Linked DNA regions of Rattus norvegicus: all the other regions are linked to region 2. Evidence: chromatin contacts called from public Hi-C data. All regions are on one chromosome and are shown on one strand. Each heading gives the region's core, a stretch centred on a gene start, on an enhancer-like site or on the middle of the called end of the contact. The rest is flanking DNA. Distances are from core to core; before and after follow the strand shown.

Evidence for each region. Hi-C and Micro-C count contacts between places; a contact is called where the count stands out from the background.
Region 1: a contact with region 2 is called in a Hi-C map of kidney, with 3 times the contacts expected there. The contact joins the promoter of Zfp692 here to the promoter of Igtpl1 in region 2. A contact is called at or near these places in 3 of 12 Hi-C or Micro-C datasets (the Rat2 cell line, frontal cortex and kidney).
Region 3: a Hi-C map of Schwann cells shows a contact between it and region 2, with 4 times the contacts expected there. The contact joins the promoter of Sh3bp5l here to the promoter of Igtpl1 in region 2. A contact is called at or near these places in 7 of 12 Hi-C or Micro-C datasets (the A7r5 cell line, Schwann cells, hepatocytes and 4 more) and 1 of 1 datasets of contacts at active chromatin or transcription factors (oligodendrocytes).

What each region holds. Positions count from the first base shown.
Region 1 is chr10:42,987,517-42,991,561 of GRCr8, reverse strand. Zfp692 (zinc finger protein 692) reads right to left here and starts at 2,616. Exons shown (of 12, transcript NM_001399592.1): 1 at 2,429-2,616; 2 at 1,919-2,106; 3 at 1,668-1,699; 4 at 650-913; 5 at 407-455; 6 at 172-315. The coding sequence starts at 2,094.
Region 2 is chr10:42,858,228-42,862,341 of GRCr8, reverse strand. It overlaps Igtpl1 (interferon gamma induced GTPase like 1), which reads right to left and starts at 2,219. Exons shown (of 2, transcript XM_006246415.5): 1 at 1,526-2,219.
Region 3 is chr10:43,010,927-43,014,794 of GRCr8, reverse strand. Sh3bp5l (SH3 binding domain protein 5 like) reads right to left here and starts at 1,791. Exons shown (of 7, transcript NM_001127581.1): 1 at 1,777-1,791; 2 at 695-1,304. The coding sequence starts at 877. It also overlaps a transcript of Zfp672 not described here.

The DNA.
Region 1 (4,045 bases), core at 1,367-3,866, 130 kb before region 2:
TTATCCCTTTCCACATCCCCAATTCAAAGGCTAAAGTTCACTTTCCTCAGCATCTGTCCTGCCCACCATGCAACAAGACCATCCCTCTAGCCGGCACATCTCTGAAGTCTGTGACCCGCTGCCTCCTCCCTCTCTCAATCTGTTCCACATCCTCCCTCAATCCCAACTGGCTCATCTGGGGAGGAGCTGTAGGTCCATGGGCTGGCATCACTGAGCAGCTCTTCTTCTTCCTCCTCCTCTTCTTCCTCCTCCTCCTCTTCCACAACCTGATCCTCTCCTACGGATGGGTCTGTCTCCAATGGAGGCTCTACTCTCCTGCAAGCTCAAGAAAGACAAACCTGAGAAACTGCCACCTCACGCCCACTCCCTGTGCAGGTCTGTCCTGTCCCTCACTTCCTGCCCTCACCTGGAGAGCCTGGTTTCTTGAGTCCTCTCTCGATGCTCACATTCCAAGCCTGTTGGCACAAGAAGGTCATAAGAGGAGGCCTACACTCAAAGATCTTCCCAAAGGCATCCTGGTTTGCTTGGTAGTACTTTTCACAAATGTATTCTTATTAACAGATTAAAAGATGCTTTTTATAAACCAGTCTGAATCAGAAAAGGTCGGAAGGTGTTTTTCTTTCTCCACAGCACTTCTTCAGTCACTCACCTTCAGCTTCCTGCTTCCTCCTGGCCTCTGAGCACCAGGTTCTCTCAGTAGTGTGTGTAAGAGGGGCCTGCTTAGGCACTTCTGAAGGTGTAGGAATCAAAGAAGGTTCCCAGGAGAATGTGTGGCCTGCTGAGCACTCCCACACAAGCTCCCCCTCTCCACCTCCAGGCCCTCGAAGCCCAGGCACTAGGCTGCATTCCCGACTGTGTGTATGAGACAGGAGCACCAGATACTGCAGACCCTTTTGAGGTACAGGCTCTGGACCTGGAGATAAGATGAGGCAGTCATGCAAGGATGGAAACCCTTCACCCAGAAAACCATTCAGGCCATCTAAACATCATTTGTTTTTGTTTTCTTCTAATCATTTTTTAAGATTTATTTTATTTATATGAGTACACTGTAGCTGTCTTCAAACACAACAGAAGAGTGCATAAGATTTCACTACAGATGGTTGTGAGCCACCATGTGGTTGTGGGGAACTGAACCTTGGGAAGAACAGTCAGTGCTCTTAACTGCTGAGTCATCTCTTTTTTTTTTTTTTTTTTTTTTTTTGGTAGGCATTCTTCTAAAAATATTTTATTTTTAATTAGCTTAATGTATCTGTGAGTGGATGTGTGCACATGAGTGAAGGGCTCCTGGAGGCCAGGGGTGTTGGATCTCCATGCAGCTGGAGTCATAGTCGTGAGCCCCCTGCCATGAGTGCTAGGAAGGCATTTGGGTCCTCTGCAAGAGCAGCACACTACCCAGACATCGCTTCACCCCCTGAGGAATTGTGGGGTCTTGTTTTTGTTTTCATCCTAGATACACAGTTGTTTGTTTGTTGTTCTGTTTTTGTTTAGAGCCTGGACACACACACCCAAAGGTCCTAAGACAAAGCCCCCTTCCCAAAGGCCGCTGCATTGCAGCAAGCTTATTTCAGGCTTGTCCTCTTCCCAAGCCCAGTAAGGGCTTCTGATCCAGTTCTCTTGGGGCATAAGTTTCTGGGAGCTGCCACTACCTGTTAACATCTTTTACCTACCTGCACAGAGGACACAGCCTGAAGAAGTGTACCTGCCAGAGAAGAGCTTGGTGTCAGCTCAGAGCCTAGGAAGCCAGCCACCCTGTGTCCTGGCAGTCACACATTTAAGCGGCCAACCCTACAGACCTCCCATTCGCTGGGGCTGTGAGGGGAGGAGCAGGCCCACCCTGCCCAAACGGGAAACCCAAGGTAGTAGGAACCGGCTTAGGGCTGTACTTCGGTGCCCGCCCCAGTCCCTCTCGGCCCCTAACCGGTCCAACAGGAACTTGGCGAGCTGCGAGTGCAGGGAGAACCCCAGCCGCTCCTTGAGGAGGCACCACTGTTCCATGTGGCCGCCCAGCCGAATGCGGCACTTGCTGCGGCGCGCGTCCAGCTGCCTGCGCTTCTCCCGCCGCCGGCGGGATGCGTCTGCCACCGGAGAGGCCATATGCGCCCGGGCCTGCGAGGGGGAACGTGCTGTCGTCGGGGCGTTCGGGACAGACACAGCCCCCGCTCTGTCTGCAATGAATGGGGACCAGACCATAGTGGCTCCGCAGCGCTCGCGGCTCTCGGATCCAGCCACCCCTTCTTAGAGCCAGAGTGGACCCTTGGAGCACAGGGGTTGCAGGCAAGGGAAAAGACCTCGACTGGAAACTTGCACTCCTTGTCTGGAGGCGGCCAGGTCTGCAGGCAGCCGCGCCTCGGCCTTCTCATTGCCTCCCATGCAGGGGAAGCCCACCCAGCACTGCCAGAGCACCGGGCCAATCCTCGTGGGGTCTTACCTGCACTCCCCAACCCGCCTTTGCCCAGACTGCGCCTGCGCCTCCCGGACCCGCGTGCGGGCTCGAAAGCCACAGAAGGGCCGGGGCCCACCGCGCGCACCGCCGCTATTTCTCCTTTAAGAGGAAACCGTCCCCCTCGGCGTTGGGAGGCTGCGGCCTGCACTTGGAGCGGGAAGACAGCTGCCTACGCCTGCGCGCCGGGAGCCCCCGTGCAAAGCCTACCGGGAATTGTAGTTAGCTCTGGTCCTCACAACGCTCCTTCTGTTAACATTTCTGGCTCTCAGTTGCCACCAAGCAAACGCTAGCTGCAGCATCCGCCAGCTGAAGCCAACTAGAGCCCTTTCTGAACTGCTAGACCACCCTTCCAGCTGCAGCTCATAACCTGTTAGCATCCACACAAGATGTCTAGACTTTGTGCACACTGGAGTTATTTCCATCAAGTGACCGCAACGGCGCTTGCCAATGGCACTTTTTTGTTTTTTTGACTTGCTTGAGACAAGGTCTCATGTAATTCAAGCTGGTCTCCAATTCACTATGTAGCCAAGGTAACCTTGAACTCCTGCCTCCACTTTTAAAGTGCTGGGATACAGTACAGGCCTACATCTCTCTGCTGCTAAATGAAGTGACCAATTCTGTTGCCCCTCTGCCCTAGAATGAAAAAGAGTGTAGCTCTCTCCTCCTCTGCCACACATTCATCTCACTTTCTTGTCAGCTTCACTCTCAGGCTTCGTCTACTCCCGGTTTCCTGCCTCTTTGTGGGCTCCTCTTCTCTCTTAGATCCTTCTGAATTATCAAAAGATGGAATGTACAGGCTCAGGTCCCCGGCAAGCCTGTCTTTTAGATATGCTCTTGGGGGTGGTATAATTAGATTGCCTATTGATTGATGCTTCTGGCTACCCTTTTGGGATTCCAAACTCCTTTGACTGCCCAGCTGACTCTCATGGTTAACTCGGTTAATACACTTCATGCATATAAAGAATTTACTGTAGTGCCTGGCACAAGGATGTCAACAGTGAACATCCTGGGGGCTCAAACCTCACTCCAAGCCACTTGCACTATTGACTGTTTTCTGTAGCAAATCACTACAAACTTGACAACTCAAAACAGCAGAAATTTACTCCCTTTCAGTTTTGGAGTCAAAAGGTCAGCACCAAAGTGCTAAACAGGGCTACATGTCTAGTGAGAGCTCTAAGAAAAAATCTTCTCGTTGCCTTTTCTATCTTCCAATGATAACTAGCATTCCGTGACTTCTGGCCATATCACATCAGCTTCTGACTCCATAGCCACATGGCCTCATTTTAGTGCAAGCCTTCCTCTTCCTTTTTCAAACACATAATTCACTTGAGTAACCCAGAGGATTACCCCCCATTTCAACACCTCAAACAATTATATCTGCAAAGTGTTTGCTACAAAAAGCAACTTTCACATATTCCAGTAGTTAGAACATGGATGTTTGGGGAAACTATGTTTTAGCATACAATAGGTCAGTCACCGTAGGCTGTTGAGGTATCTCATCAGAGAAAGGCCCTTGTTGAGCAAGTCTGGCGCCTCCATTTAATCCCTAGAACCCACCACAAGGGTGGAAGGGGCAAATGGTCCCCACAAAGTTGTCCTCAG
Region 2 (4,114 bases), core at 970-3,469:
TTTCCTTTCCTTTTTTTTTTTTTAAGAGAAGTAAGCCTTTATTTCCATCTTTCTCAAATTAATCAGGCTGACTTGGTGTGAGGGAGTTAGTCAAAGAGTCCGAATCCCACGTCCTCATCTGATTCCTCCGACTCTTCCTTTGCTTCGGCCTTGGCTGGGGCAGCAGCAAGCAGCTGCAGGAGCAGCAGTGGTGGCAGCAGCCACGGGGGCCGCAGGCATGGCCGTTTCTTCAGCACTAAATTAAACACAGTCAACATGCGTGCTTCTTGACAGTCCTGTGTTTGTTCCCACACAAACCTGCACCCGAATGTTTCCAAAGGGTTTATTCATAATCCCAAACCTTTGGAAGTAGCCAGGGTGCCCTTTGTAGGCTGAATGAACTAAACAGTTACGGAATCTCCGAGACCACCACATACTGTTCAGAAGTACAAGAGCCGAACTGTTAAGCCACGAAAAGACTGCAGAGGCAACACGACTCTGGCAGCATGTCACACACGCTGAGTGACCCTCCGTAGACAGCAAAATTATGGAAACAACAACAACAACAAAAAAACAAAAAAAACAAAAAAAAAAAAAAAACAAGACAGTGGCTGCCACGAGTTGTAGGGGCCCAAGTGAAAAGACAGGGTAGAAGGTAGTGGAAATACGTGTGTGACACCATAACTGGGTGTTTGCTGAGATGCATCTCGGATGCACAGGACCTGGGGGAAACAGTCATACAGTCTTTGGACCTTGTCTGAACACAGAGCGTCAGAGATAGTTCATCATTCTGGTGGGGGATACTGGTGATGGGTGAGAGAGACCAGGCATGTGGAGGGCAGCAGTATAAGTCACTACCTTTTCTTTTTCCTCTGTGGAACTAAAACTTCTCTTTAAAAGTAAAATCTTAATTGAAAAATAAAAAAACAAAAAACAAAAAAAAACCAGCAAATGGTGAAGAAAAGACAACCCTTTGGGATATTAATGAAATTCTTTAAAATTACATTTTATTTATTGTGCGTGTGTATGGGGATGGGGTGCACAGGCGGGGGTAAAATACCCTGTGAGAGTTGGTTCTCTCCCTCTGCCACGTGGGGCCTGGAGACTGCATTCAAGTCACCAAGCGTGTCCAGTGCCTTCACCAGGGACAAGCCTACAGTTTGGTGGAGGAATGAGTTCAGGGAGACACATGGACTCCTGAGTTTGTGCTCAGATAATGTTACTTGTCTTCCAGGTAAAAGACAGATTAGATATTAGATATCTAATATGCACATTAGATAGTCTGGTGTCAGGTGACTTCCAGTGCAACCCCTATCCATCAAATATCCCTGTCGTTTCCATAGCCTGGATATGACTGCTTCCTAAAACTATCCCAGATGTGAAGTTCTCTGAATGGCTTTTAGCTGTCCTCCACCCATCCTGCCTCTCGGCCTAAGCCCATGGCATCCCCAAGCCCATCAAGCTTGCCTGCACTTCCACCCCCACACCTATAATCCTGTTTGTAAACCTATGTTAATTTTTTAAAAGCATATATATATCAGCTCACCAGCTCCTTTGAGAAAAGGCGATTTCCGGTGGAAGAGTCCAGTCCGGCGAAGAGCTTCCCTCGGCACCAGGCACAGCAGGTACACACATACATGTACAGATCCGTCTTTGCTTGGAAGTCCAAGTGTGCTGTACTGTGTACACAGAGCTCTGAGATTTATCCCTAACTGCTGCTCTGCCCTCACAGGAATCCAGCCAACTGGACGGAGGGGAACACTCAACAATGCAGTACAGGAACTTCCAGTAATGTGAAACTGAAAGTAGACTTCTCACAACAAAGACATTTCTAGGCATAAAAACCCGAAAGCCAGGGCTGGGGATTTAGCTCAGTGGTAGAGCGCTTGCCTAGGAAGCGCAAGGCCCTGGCTTCGGTCCCCAGCTCCAAAAAAAAAAAAAAAAAAAAAAAAAAAAACCCTGAAAGCCGCCAGGGCCATAGGTTGCATCGGTTGGTCAGCATGCTATTGGCATGGTGTCGAGGGTGCAGGGATCCAGGCAGGAAGATGGAGTGACTGAGGAGGGGAAGTTTCATCTAGACCCCAGACTGTCTTCATGCCATCAAAGAGCTGAGCCAGAACTCAGAGCCCACAAACCCATAGTGGCCTTGCTCCCCATCTGCACAATTAGACTCCATGGGGATAATATGATATGTTTACTTTAGACCTCTTGACCTGGGTGCAGACTTTCTGAAACTCTCTGAGTTTCCTCATTTACTCACTGTGGGCTCCCAGCAAACCTTGAGATCCCACATAGAAAATAAAAATAAACGTTCGCTCAAACTCAGTAATTTGCTAGTCACATGCTGAGTGACCCTCCGTAACCCTGGTTAGCCTAGTGTTCTTGGCACTCAGAAAGTGCTAGACTTACTACTTTAGTTTTATTGCAAAGAGAACATATACGGCAGGTCTAGGAGGGAGCACAGAGCATCCCTCTCTTCCTCCCTGAAATCAGGGTACGTACTCCTCCAAGAATATTGACACATTCATCACTCGTGAGGCTTGAGAGCTTTATAATCCTGAGATTAGGCTGGATTATGTCCCTAGGTTCCTTCTAACAGGTGACATTCATTAGGAGAGGAGCCCCTAGGTTCCTTCTAACAGGTGACACTCATTAGGAGAGGAGCTGTCAGGGTTAACTAGGAGCATCTACCTGCTACATACCAGTAACACACTGGTAAGTGGCCCTCTAAATGGGAGAGAGGGATAGACCTAGTTGAGTTATGTTAATCCAGAAAAAAAATTCCAATATTGAAATAAAAACAGTATTGCTGTATTAAACATCCAACAGCCCATTGCTGCTGTAACAATCCGGATAGTGCAAACTCGGCATGGTGTTGCAGTTACATTCAGAAAGAGTTCCAGCAGGCTAAAACCAAGGCATCTATCTGCAGGGCTGGCCTGAGAACGCAACCCAGTCGGTAGAGTGCCATAGTTCTATTCCCAGCACTGCAGAAAACAGGCACAGTGGCTCATGCCTGTTATCCCAGCATTTGGTCAAGGTAGTTCAAGGTTAGTCTGGGCTACCAGAGACCATCTCAAGAAAGAAAAGAAGTAGGGGAGGAAGAAAGAAAAAAAAAGACATCTGCTGTATTATTTTCTAGAGACCATAGGAGAATGTTTGCTTTGCTAGTTCTAGATGCTTCTCAGATTCCTCAGAACCAACTCCTTTGGTTCTCAAAGCCAGCAAAACTGCCCTCCACTGACCACTCCTGGGTGACTACGCCTCCCTGCGGTTTTTCCTTCTGCCTCCTTCCTCCAGTTTGAAAACTATGATCAGTAGGCAAACAGGACAAATCTCCTAACACACCAAGCACTTTAGCTTCCCTGGTAGGTTTACATCCCCTAGTGACCTTGCACACTCCTAGGGAATTCAGTATTCTGGGGATGAAGATGCACATGTCTTTTGGGGAAAGGGTGTGTTGCGTTATCTTGACTATTGCAAACACGGTATATTCACATAGATGTATGCTGGCAAACTTGGCGACAAAATGGGCAAACTCTTCACAAAAATAACTTTGAAATCACTCACACACACACACACCCACACACACACACACACAAACCCTTTTACCAAGGAAGCTGCAGACTTCTCGCAGGCCAGGCGGTTTCACTGAGGGTTTCAGAACTGGCCAGCCCACCATAGAGGCTTTTTTGAGAGCCTCATACCACAGAACAGCTCTTCCTGGTTCCAGCTTGTAGCAGTAAGCCCCAAACCCTCAGCTCTGGCAGGTCTTTCTTTTCACGTCTCACCTAAGTGGCAGTAGTTTTCTGTTTTAATGTGGAGAACCAGACTTTCTACTGATTCCCTTTTACTTCCTTATTTAATCCATCACCAACATAGCAATCCTGGGGAAAATTCCTAAAGTCGTCCTCTTCCTGACTAGACCCCTACTGACCCAGAGAATGCACTTTAAAACACCTGTGGGGAATGAGTCCTGAGGGTGGGCCAGGAGGGGCTCAGAGCTCTGAGCTCTGCAGCCAGCGCAGGCCTGCTGCCCACCCCAGCAGCTCAGCATGCAGCTGCCTGGCACTCAAGTGCCCCGCAGCCCTGCACTTCTTATTTTAGCATGGAGTACCATCCAGAGTTTTAAAAA
Region 3 (3,868 bases), core at 542-3,041, 150 kb before region 2:
ACAGTCAACTGCTCTGACACTCTTTTGGTAAACACACAATTCCAATAGCCAGGAACGTATATTAAGGACCGATCACAACTGATATAAGTCTTTGCAATATAAGAGATTTCCTGCTGGGCATGGTGGCACACACTTTTAATCACAGAACTCGGGAGGCAGAAGCAGGCAGATCTCTGAGTTCTAGGCCACCCTCCTCTACAAATCAAGTTCCAGGGCAGTCAGGGCTACATAGAAAATCCTGTCTCTAAAGAGAGGGGATGGGGGTTGACTTCCTTACAGGCCCAAACCTTACGATGCCTTTCAAATACCTGACTGATTCTGCAAGAGATCCCCGAGAAGGTAAAAAGAGGGAAAGATTTCCTCAGCCTCAAAACTGCCTCCCAGTCTCAGTCACCTCCTCTTGCCTCCAGTATATGTAAGGTATCTGAGCGAGCTAGCAATCCTTTTGCTTACTCAGAAAGAAAAATAAAAGGTTCTCTGCCCCAAGCACTCAGGCAGGGTCCCTGCTCTCTATCAGCACTGCAGAAAACACTTTTGGCACTTGTCACACTGAACTACCATAGTGTTTTGTGTACACGCTTGTTTTCCTTCCCCACCCCGACCAGCTGTGAGAGTTAAGTCTAAGACCTCATTCATCCGACAGCTCTTCAGCAAGTCTAGCATCTGGCCTTCCTCCCTTCCTCAGCCTTCTCACCTGTATCCTAGGATCCAGCTCTTCCTCCTCTCTAGGGGACAATTTGGTCTCACTGCTGTTGCTTCCACCTCCTCCAGGCTCCTCTTCGACAGGGCTCCTAGGGACTTCGTCCTCTACCACTTCTGGCCGAAGTTCCCCCTGTGGTGTCTCCCGGCCCCCTGGAGACTTTTTGAGGTCAGCCATGTTGGCTGGAAGAGGGCAGAGCCCTATGCACAAGAGAGGGCTGACATGCTGGGACCAGGGCCCCAGCTTGAGGCTTCCTGGGCTTTGGATGTAATAGAGAAGGGTCTTCTAGTCTCAAAGGTTGAAAAGAAGGAGCACAGAGGAGCCTGGCATTCAGTTAGAGGCTGAGATTCAAACTGCTGATGAGGTCCCTATAACTAAAGCCTCGTCTGTGCAAAAGTTCTTCACACCCCACCACGGGGAGTCCACCAAGAGACCCCAACAGCAACAGCTCCAACTCAGGGAGCAAAGGGGGCCTGGATCCTGGGCCGACACCTGTGAAGAGGAGCACCATTCGGGAGGGTGGAGGCAAGCGCCTCCAGGCTGTGGTGGCAGATGGAGAGAAGGCTAAGTCCAAGCAGAGGGCAGGAGATGCGCCTCTGGGGAGCTGCAAGAGAAACAAAGGCCAAGTTACATATGATGTCAGCATTAGAACCTTGGCCAGCAGCCTCCTTTCAGTCCTGGGTCTCCCAAAGACACCACGTATCCCCAACACACACACCCGCGATCCACCAATCCCCACCTCAACTTCTTTCCTCAGGCCTCAAGGACTTTAGGTCCGACTCTGCTTTCGTCCCTGTTTCTCTCACGGCCCCTCCACAGTCCCTCCCTTTCCAAACTTCCCGAGCCCCACCCTCTCCTCCACACCCTTTTTCTATCAGGCCCGTCCCCTTCTACCCCGTCCGGCTTTGCAAATCACCTTCTATCCCCTAATCTTGCCTCTCCAGACCTGGGGGCCATCTGAGCCTCCAGGCTCCAACCGCATACTCTTCCGCGGACCCAACGTTTGAGTCTCAGCCATCCCATATAAACAGGAGAAAGAAAAAAAAATGCCCCTTCCCGGCTTTACCTCAGTTTACCTTGCTATACCGGGAGCATCCACGGAGCAAACAATCTTCCCCCTCCCTCTGCAACAAGACGGTCCAACCAAAAAACGCCCTGGCGGAGAGGAAACGGAAATACGCCATCACGTAACAACGCTATTTTTCTCCCTTCCTCTCTGATAAATACTGCCCGATGTAAGTGCAACGCTCGGCGTGCTAGCTTTCAGCGTCCGTACAAGATGGCACCACTCTATGTCCAACGTCGCCTTTCCTAGCTTCCAGTTCACCCGACAACCAAGCCTAAGTGAAATGAATGCATGCGTATGAGTTTCTGAAGAGAACAACAGCAGGTGATGGAGATCGGTAGTCCCTCCAAATTCGAGAAATGCTAGCAATAGTGTCGTACAAGAGAGCAGCCATCTTTGCATAAGGAACAAGGGCGGGGCTGTGAACATTCACTGCCTGGGACGAACCGGAAGTGACGTGGATTCCGGTTTCGGCGGTCTCTGCTCTCCGTTCTGGTTATTACTAACAGAAACAAAAAGTCGTTTATCAAAGGTGATTTTTACCCCCCGGTTCAATGAAGCCGGCGGACTCTAGGTCACTACAGGTGGGTGAACCTTTCCCGAGACTTGCAGCGGGCGCCATCTCTCTGGCTAAGTAGCAGGCCTTACGGGGCGACGGCTACGGCCGTGAATGCTTAGGATCTCACTGTTAGCTCACTTTCCAAGAGGAGAAGGAGGCTCGAACTTCGCCCAGTGTATCACTCCTATTCCATTAATGGGTGGTCTGGATGTCAGTGCTATGTATGACAATGCAAAACGGACCGAGGCCATGGGCAGACCTGCAGGGTGAGGTGCTTGCTTGGTACAAATGTCTAACGGACTCGGGGCTTTTCCCTGTAGATGAAGCACGTTATCTGAGCCAAATTCTCTTTCCATTAGGTTCTGTCGAACATAATCCATGTTTAGTAAAGCAGTGAAGAAAAGATTCTGTTTAGTCAATTGCTGCGTTCCTATTTGTGTAGGGGCCTTTAGGTGTTTTACAGGAATGAGAATGAAGGAAAACGGGGTTCCATAGTCTGAAGTGAAAGGAATTCCAGAGCTGATCACAGGGTTCAGGAATCGCCCCAAAACCCACAGGAACATTAATCTCAAGACAGGGATAGTTTATTGAACACACACCCTAAGGCCGATAGAAGCAGCTTAGGCTCTGGAACTGAACGCTAGGATCGTGAACGTTGTTCAGGGTCAGATTATATAGGCAGAAAACCATAATGACAAGCGTGTGCGGGGATGGCAATAGGGTGATTGACCTTTTTCCAATTTATTTCAAAGTAGTTTAGACATAACAGTTCAAGCTGATCTTTATCTTTGCTTGGCTCTGAGTAAAGGCTACGATTGGAGAATTTGCAAGAAAAAAAGGTCCTCAAAAATATAACAAACCTCTGAACATAACAAGATATGTGCTCAACTAGACCTGGATCAGAGCCAAACTATTCTCTGTGTCAGCCATCAAGCTAATTTCAGGATCAGCAAATATGAGGTGGCTGGCAGGCATGAAGCAAAATGGCTACAGTTATGCCAGGGAGGCAATGCCAGAGAAGCAGGCTTCAACTGTCGATGCTATAAAGCCAGCATGTTTCTAGTTAGCAGTTATGTTTAAAAATATTCTGTGGATTGTCAAAGAACAATAAGGAAGACTGTATAAACAGTGGTTTTCAACTTCCTACTTCTGCAACCCTTTAAAATACAGTTCCTAACTGCAAAATCATTTCATTGCTACTTCATAACTAATTTTGCTACTGTTATGAATTATAATGGAAATATCTGATATTCAGGTATGATATCAGGTATGGTATGTGACCTCCTCCCCCAAAGGGTCACAAGCTACAGGTTAAGAACCCTGGTATAAAGGATTGTACAGCTAGATATAGGAGCCTGTACAGTAGGGGAGAGATTGAACTCGAACTAGAGTATAGACATGAGGAAAATTTATAACCAAAGGTCAGTGTTGGGGGGATAGTGGATGAAACTTTGATATAAGGGAAAAGTAGGGTAAAGGGGGCTGGCTAAGCCAACCTAACTAGATTTTTGTGGAAGACAGTCCTGGAAGGCTTGTGTATTGG